Regions from separate parts of the Mus musculus genome. Here region 1 is linked to region 2. The links are chromatin contacts, called in public promoter capture Hi-C maps. All regions are on one chromosome and are shown on one strand. Each heading gives the region's core, a stretch centred on a gene start, on an enhancer-like site or on the middle of the called end of the contact. The rest is flanking DNA. Distances are from core to core; before and after follow the strand shown. Region 1 holds the start of Amacr (alpha-methylacyl-CoA racemase). Region 2 holds the start of Wdr70 (WD repeat domain 70).

What was found. Promoter capture Hi-C pulls out the DNA fragments that hold promoters and counts their contacts.
Region 1: a contact with region 2 is called in a promoter capture Hi-C map of pre-B cells, with 2.6 times the contacts expected there. The contact joins the promoter of Amacr here to the promoter of Wdr70 in region 2. A contact is called at or near these places in 3 of 39 promoter capture datasets (the C10 cell line, hippocampal neurons and pre-B cells), 1 of 484 Hi-C or Micro-C datasets (CD4 T cells) and 1 of 115 datasets of contacts at active chromatin or transcription factors (astrocytes).

The regions. Positions count from the first base shown.
Region 1 is chr15:10,979,713-10,983,975 of GRCm38.p6, reverse strand. Amacr (alpha-methylacyl-CoA racemase) reads right to left here and starts at 2,220. Exons shown (of 5, transcript NM_008537.4): 1 at 1,923-2,220; 2 at 483-626. The coding sequence starts at 2,166. It overlaps Gm34315 (a long non-coding RNA gene), which reads left to right and starts at 2,343. Exons shown (of 3, transcript XR_383838.4): 1 at 2,343-2,424. C1qtnf3 (C1q and tumor necrosis factor related protein 3) reads right to left here. Exons shown (of 6, transcript NM_030888.4): 6 at 3,814-4,263.
Region 2 is chr15:8,096,894-8,101,189 of GRCm38.p6, reverse strand. It overlaps Wdr70 (WD repeat domain 70), which reads left to right and starts at 1,981. Exons shown (of 18, transcript NM_001081402.1): 1 at 1,981-2,071; 2 at 2,169-2,234. The coding sequence starts at 2,047.

The DNA of each region.
Region 1 (4,263 bases), core at 971-3,470, 2.9 Mb before region 2:
TCCTAGTCGGGGCTTCCTTAAAACTGACTTCCCAATTGTAGGAAACCAGTGCTACTACTGATTATTAGCCCTCAAATGGGTTAGGGTGGGGACAGAGCTTAAGGACAGCAGTTCTAGCAAATCAACCCGTTTTAACAACCACGTTCTCTCTGCCAGATGCATTAACATCTTCACATTTTTAAATTCGTGTTAATCAAGGCTGGGGCTAGAAAGAGAGCTCAGTGGTTGAGAATATGTACTGTTCTTCCAGAGGACCCAAGTTCGATTCCCAGCACCCACCTAGAAGGGTTTGCAACCTACCATGGTCCTGCTCCAGGTGATCCAGGACCCTCTCACCAGCATACATACTCACATGCATATAACCACATACACACATAATGAAAAATAATTAAATGTTTAAAAAACCCTTGTTAAGCAATGTAACTGTACTTCCTGATTTTGGAGCCAGTTCAAATTATTTTAGAAAAGCCTTTCAAACCTACCTGATAAAGCCAAATAGTTGATGTCATGGCCAGCTACTTTGGAGAAAATTCCCGATTGGCCAAATCCGCTCAGCCTGGCATAGATGAGCTTTGGATTGTCCTGCAGTAGAGTCTCTGGCCCAAGCTGGAGTTTCTCCATGACACCTTTAGAGGAAAGCAATCAATTGTTTTGTGGTTGTTGTTTTTGTTTGCTCCTGGGACAAGGACTGAGGTGCATATATCACATATCAAAATAGACCTGGCTCCAGGTCCTCCTCGCAGCACCCCTCAGTTCCTTCCTGGCATATGCTCCAGCCCCCAACCCTGAACTTTCCATCCCAGACCTGGGCTGCTCTTCCCCAAGAGGCTCTTCTCTATACAATCCAGACATTTTAAGCTCCCCATTCCTCCTCTTCCTCTTCCTCCCCCCCCCCCTATGACCTTTCTTTCTCTCTCCTTCCCTATCCTTCCTTTCCCCATGGACACTTCCCTGGTCCTTAGGGCCAGTGAACTGCTAGAGAGGAGCTTCCCAATAAACCTGCCTTTAATATAATCTAATCTGGCTTGAACTGGCTCGTTTCACACGCAGAAAAATAACCCTAACCTATCAGTTTTGTTTTTAAAGAGAGCACGAATCAAAGATGGGAATAATTCCTTTTACGGGGCAAACCAAAAACACACTCTTGCAAGTGATACTAACAGTGTTTGTTGTGATTTTGGTGAAAGTTGTCAGAATTAAGAGTCAACTGAAGAAACTAATCACACTGACCCACCCTCATCTTCAATTGGAGCATTTTTACATTGTGACATAATCTTAAATGTTACAGTACTGTCCTCAGATATGCTTGTGAGAACTAAAAGAGTTAAATATAAATATGCCTAGACACCCACTCCCGTCCCACTTATTGTCAAATTTACTGTCGTCCTGGTATCTACCAGGCAATATTAGTAAGGGGCTGGTTGGAATGGATTCTCTGAGCTAATACAGAAGGAATGCCTTCAGATTTGGTTCAGGGTTTGTGACAGTTGCAAATACCAATGTACAGTCGGATGGAGGTGCATGCCACCAAGCATGCAAGTGCTCAAAACTGATACTGTTAACAAATTGGTCGTTTGTCTACAGAGCACTAAAACAATGTTTTCATATGGCCCAAAGTAAATGAGGTGATCTTGAAGCTGGAACTTGGAAATACCAGCAATTAGAGAAAGGTTAACCATGGTCTGTGAATGGCTTTAGAGCATGGGTATATCACATATCAAAGGGTCAATGACTCTATTCCTATGTGAAGCTTTTCAGTCTATCTCTTGCACTAGATTCTCGTACGGTTCAATACCTCCAAATAATAAAGGCAAATCTGGGGGGGGGGGAATCAAGCAAATTAAAAGTCTTAAGAAGGAGTCAGAGAAGCTGGGAGAAATCGGGCAGGAGGGAATGTCATCTCGCAGCACCGCAGGGCTCACCGCAGCGGAAGGGCTCCAGCAACACGTCCGCGCGTGCGCACATGCGCCGCAACACCGTGACTCCCTGAGAGCGCTTCAGGTCCAGCGCTAGCGAGCGCTTGCCTCGGGCCAGAAAATTCTCGCCCGTGGAGCCCAGCCGGTTCACGCGCACCACCTCGGCGCCGAAGTCCGCCAGGACCATTCCGCAGAACGGCCCCGGGGCCAGGCCTGCCAGCTCCACAACCCTGACGCCACGCAGCACCATGGCCAGCCTTAGGGTGAGAGCGGAGCGGCTCGGCGCCCGAGCCACAGTTTATCTGCCCCGCCCCCTGCACCCCGCCTCGCCCCGCCCCGTCCGGGAAGGCTGCGCGCTTGCGCACTTCCTGCCCACCCTAGCATTGGATCAGTTGGTTTAGCTGCTCAACTTTGGTTTAGGTCATGAGTTGTGTCCTTGACCCCATGTTGTGCGAGTCCTCTTCGGACACTTTCATCGAGCCACCTGAATCGCTACCCTCACCCCCCAGTAAGTGATTAAAGGCACTCAACTCCTTAGATCAATGTAAGAAGGCAACCACTGGGTGTCTCCCTCGCCGCCCTGAAAACTAGTTGTCATCCTGCAACTGTTTGAAACCTCTCCTAGATGCCCATAGGGCCAGGGGTGTAGACCAGTTGCTAAATCCGTGCGCGGAGTCCAGCACCGCTTAAAACGCCGGTGTTGTGCACGCGGATAATCCCAGCATTTAGAAGAGTCTGGGATATCAGAATTATTCATCTCAGGTTAAATGGGAGAGTTTTAGAAGTCAGTTTGGTTTGTCAGCTGTCAGTTTTACGGACAGTTACAATTTTGAGTTAGAAACTTTTTTCAGCCTTTAAAATGCAACAAAATAATCACAAATATTCCATCCTCATTTACAGGTCCTTTTTCCCTTAGTAATGGGGGGAGCTTGCAGGTAGCCAGATGCAGCTCTAGGAAACTGAATAGAGCCAGACTTGAATGCTAGAAATCTCCCATACCCATTCTTAACAAGTGAGGAAGATAATAAAAGCAAAGGCGAAATGCTACATAGTTGTAGCCAAAACACTTTTAACCAGCTACTGAGTTTTAAGATATTTCAGGGAAAGGGGTCTGTGCTCTCTCAGAATGAGCAGCCTCGTGGTAAAGGCAGACAACTTCCACATGGTCCCTAATGCTCTCTGCTTGTCTGATGCTGTCTCAAGTGCCTACCCTTGCTCCAGCCTTGTTCTGTCCTATTATTTCCTTTGCATTTTGATAAACTGGAATGGAAAAATCTCATGGAAAGGTATGGCTGACTTCCACATGGAGACATTAACATTTTATCAGGGTTGCTGCCTTTCTATTTTTCTGAAAAAAAAAAAACAAACAAAAACAAAAAAACAGTGGTACAGATGTGGCTTGAATGACTTAAGCTTACATACAGGATCATGTACACATGAATCACAAGTCTTAGCCAGCATAATGTTTTACAAATCCTCCCAGAGTAGTGAGTTATCCAGAAGCCCCCCGCAAAGCAGACTGTGTGATAGGAGATCTCAACACTGCAGATCTTTTCTCTGGCCAAAATTCTCTTCTAAAAGCTAATCAGGGGAACAATCATATGAATTATGCATAGGCAATTGTGTCCAGATATTTTTAAAATGAGGGATATTCATGGTGCATTATTTGTAATAAAGCCTGGAATTTTTGGCATGTGGCACACAACTGTTATCCCAGCCCTTGGAGGGTGGAAGAAGAGCCATCAGGAATCCCAGGTCATCCTTGGCTATACAGCAATTTCAAAGCTAGCCTGGGCTACATGAGACCCTGTTCCAAATCAATAGCAACAACAACAATGACAACAACAATAACAAAATATATAGACGCAAACAAAAAACCTCCTAAAGCAAAAAGATTAAATAAGTAAGAAGCTTTAAATTTTTAAATTTTATTTTGTAATTGGTACGAGTTTTTTGCCTGCATGTGTGTCTGTGCAGTGTAGGCATGCCTGGTGCCTGCAGAGGCCAGAAGAGGGTGTTGTATCTGAGGGCAAGATGGCTGTAAGGTGACACGTGAACGCTGGGCAGCAAAAGTCAGTCCTCTGGGAAACAGCCAGTGTTCTTAACCGCAGAACCGCTTCTCCAGCCCCCAAATTATGTTACTATCTGTGTCAACTTATAGCAGGTAGCATAATGGTGTTTTGGTGGCAAATTTAATCCTTTTTCTTTATAGATTCTGGGATGGGGAAAGCTAGGCAAAAACCATCTAGCACCTTCTATAACACTGTGGCATATTAAAGTTGATTTGTGAACATTAGTCAAGTATGATAATAGAGAAAATAATATCATTTTTATTGAAAACATTTAA
Region 2 (4,296 bases), core at 732-3,231:
ATCATATGGGCACTCTTAAACAGTCTGCAGATTGCACTGGGAATCATTGATTGAGTGGCTTCCTGTTTTGATTAATGAATAAATTCATTTTCTTCAAGAGAAATAAAAATCTTCCATTACACTTTACAGTTATGTTTATGAAGTTGTTTCACGCATACTCAACAGAAATAGTTTAATGTGGAAGCTGCATTGTTGTCATCATTGATTGATAGCAGAGTGTCTTTTTAAAATGATGTTTATGGTGATAAATACCAATTCTAATGGGGTGATGGAATAGCTATTTTTTTTTCATTTTCTCTAGTGCTTTTCAGTTTAAAGTTTAATATATCATGAATCTCAAAATTTCTTCTCCTTGACAATTGAGGAGCTGAAACTATTACTTATGAGCTTAAAGGTTATGGATACATAATATCATTCATAAAGTTCTACTCCAGTATCTAATGGCTGCTTATTTATGCTCAGAAAAGAAATATTAGCACCAATAATAACATATTTGAGAGTAGGCAAAATAAATTAGCCTTACTGGTTGAAGTTCAGGGTAATTTGTCACTAGTAATCTCTTGAGGCAAACCCAAACTTCCTTGCTACAAATTATATACATCTTGTGCATAGGAAAAGTAACTTGCCTTCACAACCATTTCTTCTTATTAATTCATTTAATAACCACTCAAGAGTGCCTGCCCAGCCATTATATTATGAAGACAGACTAGGGTATCACATGGTAGGTGGGCCTTATTTAGTTGGAGGCCTACAAAGTTCTACAGATGCTTTCAAAAGCAGGAGAGATTTAATTTGATAGTTGGAGATGAGCTGGTTGGATCAATGACTTGGTGAAGAGTTAAAGCATTCAGGACTATGTGTTCTGAGGCCGCTCCCTGCACTAAATGGGAATGTTGAAAATGACAAGATTGGAATAGAAAGGTTTTGGAAGTCAGGCTAACCTTTTATTAAATTTGTATTTTTTTGTGGTGGAGATCCAATACAGACCCTTAGCCTTGTCTATGCTAAGCAACCACAGATCTACAGCTTCTTTGTACTAATAAATTTTTCTTTTACTCTAAGGACAATGGAAGCATTAGATAATCATTATCAATGAACCATAGACAGAGACAGGAGTCTAATATTGGGGCTCAGGAGTAATTTTATCAAAGAATTTTCATTCTTGAGTGGACTACAAGGCTCAGTAGGAAATTGTCTTTTCTGCTAAGCTTGTGACTTGAGGTCCACCCCCAGAACCACATAGTAGAAGAATAGGTCTGCAGGTTGCACAGTAAGGCATGTTTATACCACGTCCACAATCATTGAGTGCATGTGAAAATGAAGTATTTTCACTTGGCTTGGTAGCACACATCTTTAAAAGCTTGGGAGGCAGAGGAATCTAGATGGGTCTCTGAGTTCTGGGCCAGGCATGGATTACAAAATGAGAGACTCTGACAAAAGAAAAATTCAACCAAGTATTTGTTTTAGACTTTAAAAGTATATTAAATGATGTGTCATTAAGAATAGGAACAGAGTTGTAAAGAAACTAAAATAAATTGGAAACACAGTAGTTATGTAACATGTAACATTTGGAACCCTTAGTAAACAAGGCTAGCCTAGAGAGTGGAGACTGAGGGCAAGCGCTTTAAACATTCCTAACAACTCTTCAGTTTTCTGGCATCTTTATAACTAGATAGTGGTTTCTTCAAGCATACTGAGAAGATGGGCAGCAGTGGAAGTTTCATCATGTACGTCAAGTACATTACGAATATAGATAAAAGTAGCATGCAAATAACAAGATTCTGTTGATTTCCTTAGAAACGTGCCAGGACTTTGCTTGAGAACGCATCTGAAACCACCGAAAGGTTTTAGGGAACTCCCAAACTAGACCTCCTCGTGGCTTGTCAGCGCATTCCCTCCGCACCGCTAGGGGGCGAGAGTCCGAAAGCCTGCCTACCCACGCAGCCGGGCCGCTCTTGGCGACGCGGTCTCGGTGACGACACTTCCGTCGGGCTTGCCGGGAGTCGCGCGCTGCTGCATCCACGGAGGCGGTGGGCTCGGGCAGTCATGGAGCACTCGGGAACCAGCGAAGGTGGGTGTGGGTTAGGCGGGCCAGCCGGGGTGGAGGGCCGTGCTGGGCACTGGAGCGCCGGGCTGACGGCCGGTCTGTCCTTTGTTTCTTGCTCCAGTGACAGGCGCAGACACGGCGGGACCCGACCCTCAGCTGGCGGTCACCATGGGCTTCACAGGATTCGGTGAGTGACTGCCCGGGGCAGAGCCCAGCCCGACTTCGCCCGGGGCTTGCGAGTAAAGGGTAGGAGAGCTGCCACTTTTGACCGGCGCCTTCCGCCGTGCCAAATCCGAATCGGTCCCATTTAAACTGTTGAGACCAGTTCAGGTGACAGTTGGAAACCTTGACGGAAAGGGATTACTATGGTGACCCAGTCTGAGAAAGACATTTAGTGGCGACCATTAAATAACATTTTGGTGGATATAGCGTTTCTTCCTCTTCAGTCTTAATGTATACCCTGGTCTTGTCACATTATTAGGTGATTTAAAAGAAAAAACAGTCTCAAAAGACATAATCATCTGTTAATAGTATCAGTGCTAGAAAAATCAAATGGAAATTGACCTGTAATTTGTTTTGGGAACAAATGTCTCTCTGATGTACCTAGTTCTCATTCATTCATTGTTTCATTTATTCATCTACTTAGCTTCTTCTAGGTAATTAGTCGATAAAAGGGTAGTTACAGTATTTACTTTTTTTCTTTCTTTTCTCCCTTCTTTTCTTCTTTTTCCTTCCCTCTTCCACCTCCTCTTTTCCTCTTCTTCCTATTCATTCTCCTCTTTTGTTTGTTTGTTTGTTTTTTGTTTTTTTCTAGACAGGTTTTGTGTGTGTGTGTGTGTGTGTGTGTGTGTTTGTGTAACAGTCCTGGCTGTCCTGGATATCACCCTGTAGACCAGGCTGGCATCGAACCCGTAAAGATCTGCTTGCTTCGGTCTCCCGGTTGCCTGGATTAAAGGCTTGAGCTACCACCACCCGGTGGATTTATTTTTTTAAAAGATAAATGTATATATAGTTATATTTCTGAGCGGTTGTTTTGCCTCTATGTCTGTGCACCATTTGCCTGCAGTACCTATGGGGGCCAGAAGAGGTCACTGGGTCCCATGGAACTAGAGTTACAGATGGTTGTGAGCCACCTTGTGGGCCCTGGGAACTAAACATGTCCTTTGCAAGAGCAACAAGTGTTCTTAACTTGTGAATCATCTCTCCAACTCCTGTTTTTGACTTCAGAAAATTAGGAGAATCACGAAGAAAAGGAAGTCAAATCTGTTTTTTTTTTTTTTTAGATCTCCTGGTGCATATTAAAATTTAATATCATATTTATGAGTAAACATTGCTTTTTAAGACAGTATTTTGCGATTTTCATGTATTATATTCTTCCAAAACATGATTTTTTTTTTGAGACAGGGTTTCTCTGTATAGCCCTGGCCGTCTTGGAACTCACTTTGTAGACTAGGCTGGCCTCGAACTCAGAAATCCTCCTGTCTCTGCCTCCCAAGTGCTGGGATTAAAGGCATGCGCCACCATGCCCGGCCTCCAAAACATGATTTAATTTTTGGTAGTAGGAGGACTCAACAGGGCTTCCTGCATGCTAACTACCTGTCCCATTACTAAGCTGCACTGTTAGAACTTGATTTATTTTAGTGTCCAGAGATCTTGTATCACTTAAATTTTATTTTTTGTTTGTTGAGAGAGTTATTAAAAACTTTAATAACTTGATACAAGAATCTAATTGAGTGGCTGAGGCAGGTTTCAAGTTTGAAGCTAGCCTGGACTATGTAGTTAGACTGTCTTTACTTATTTTTTGTTATTTATTTTTATTTCTTAGTTAAAACAGGACCTGACACAGCTCAGGCTTGCCTTAGACTTTGTATGTAAGCTGAGGATGACCGTGTGCTTCTGACCCTTTTTCCTCTTAGCTCCTTGGTTCTGGGATTTTACCGTGTAGTATGCACCTGGTTAGATACTGTCTTTTTGTTGCTATTTAGAAAAAAACTAAAAAATTGGAAAACAAACAAAAACCCATGGATACCTTATTCAAGAGTAGGAGGGATGGATAGTCTGTGATTATGTTAGTAGGTGGAATTTTTTTCTTTTTTTTAGCTCTCATGTATATTTATCATAGCTCATTAATAGACCAATTAAAAGATAACCTTATTTGTTTGTTTGTTTTGTTTTGCTTGAGACAGGGTTTCTCTGTGTAGCCCTGGCTGTCCTGGAAGTGCTCTGTAGACCAGGCTGGCCTGGAACTC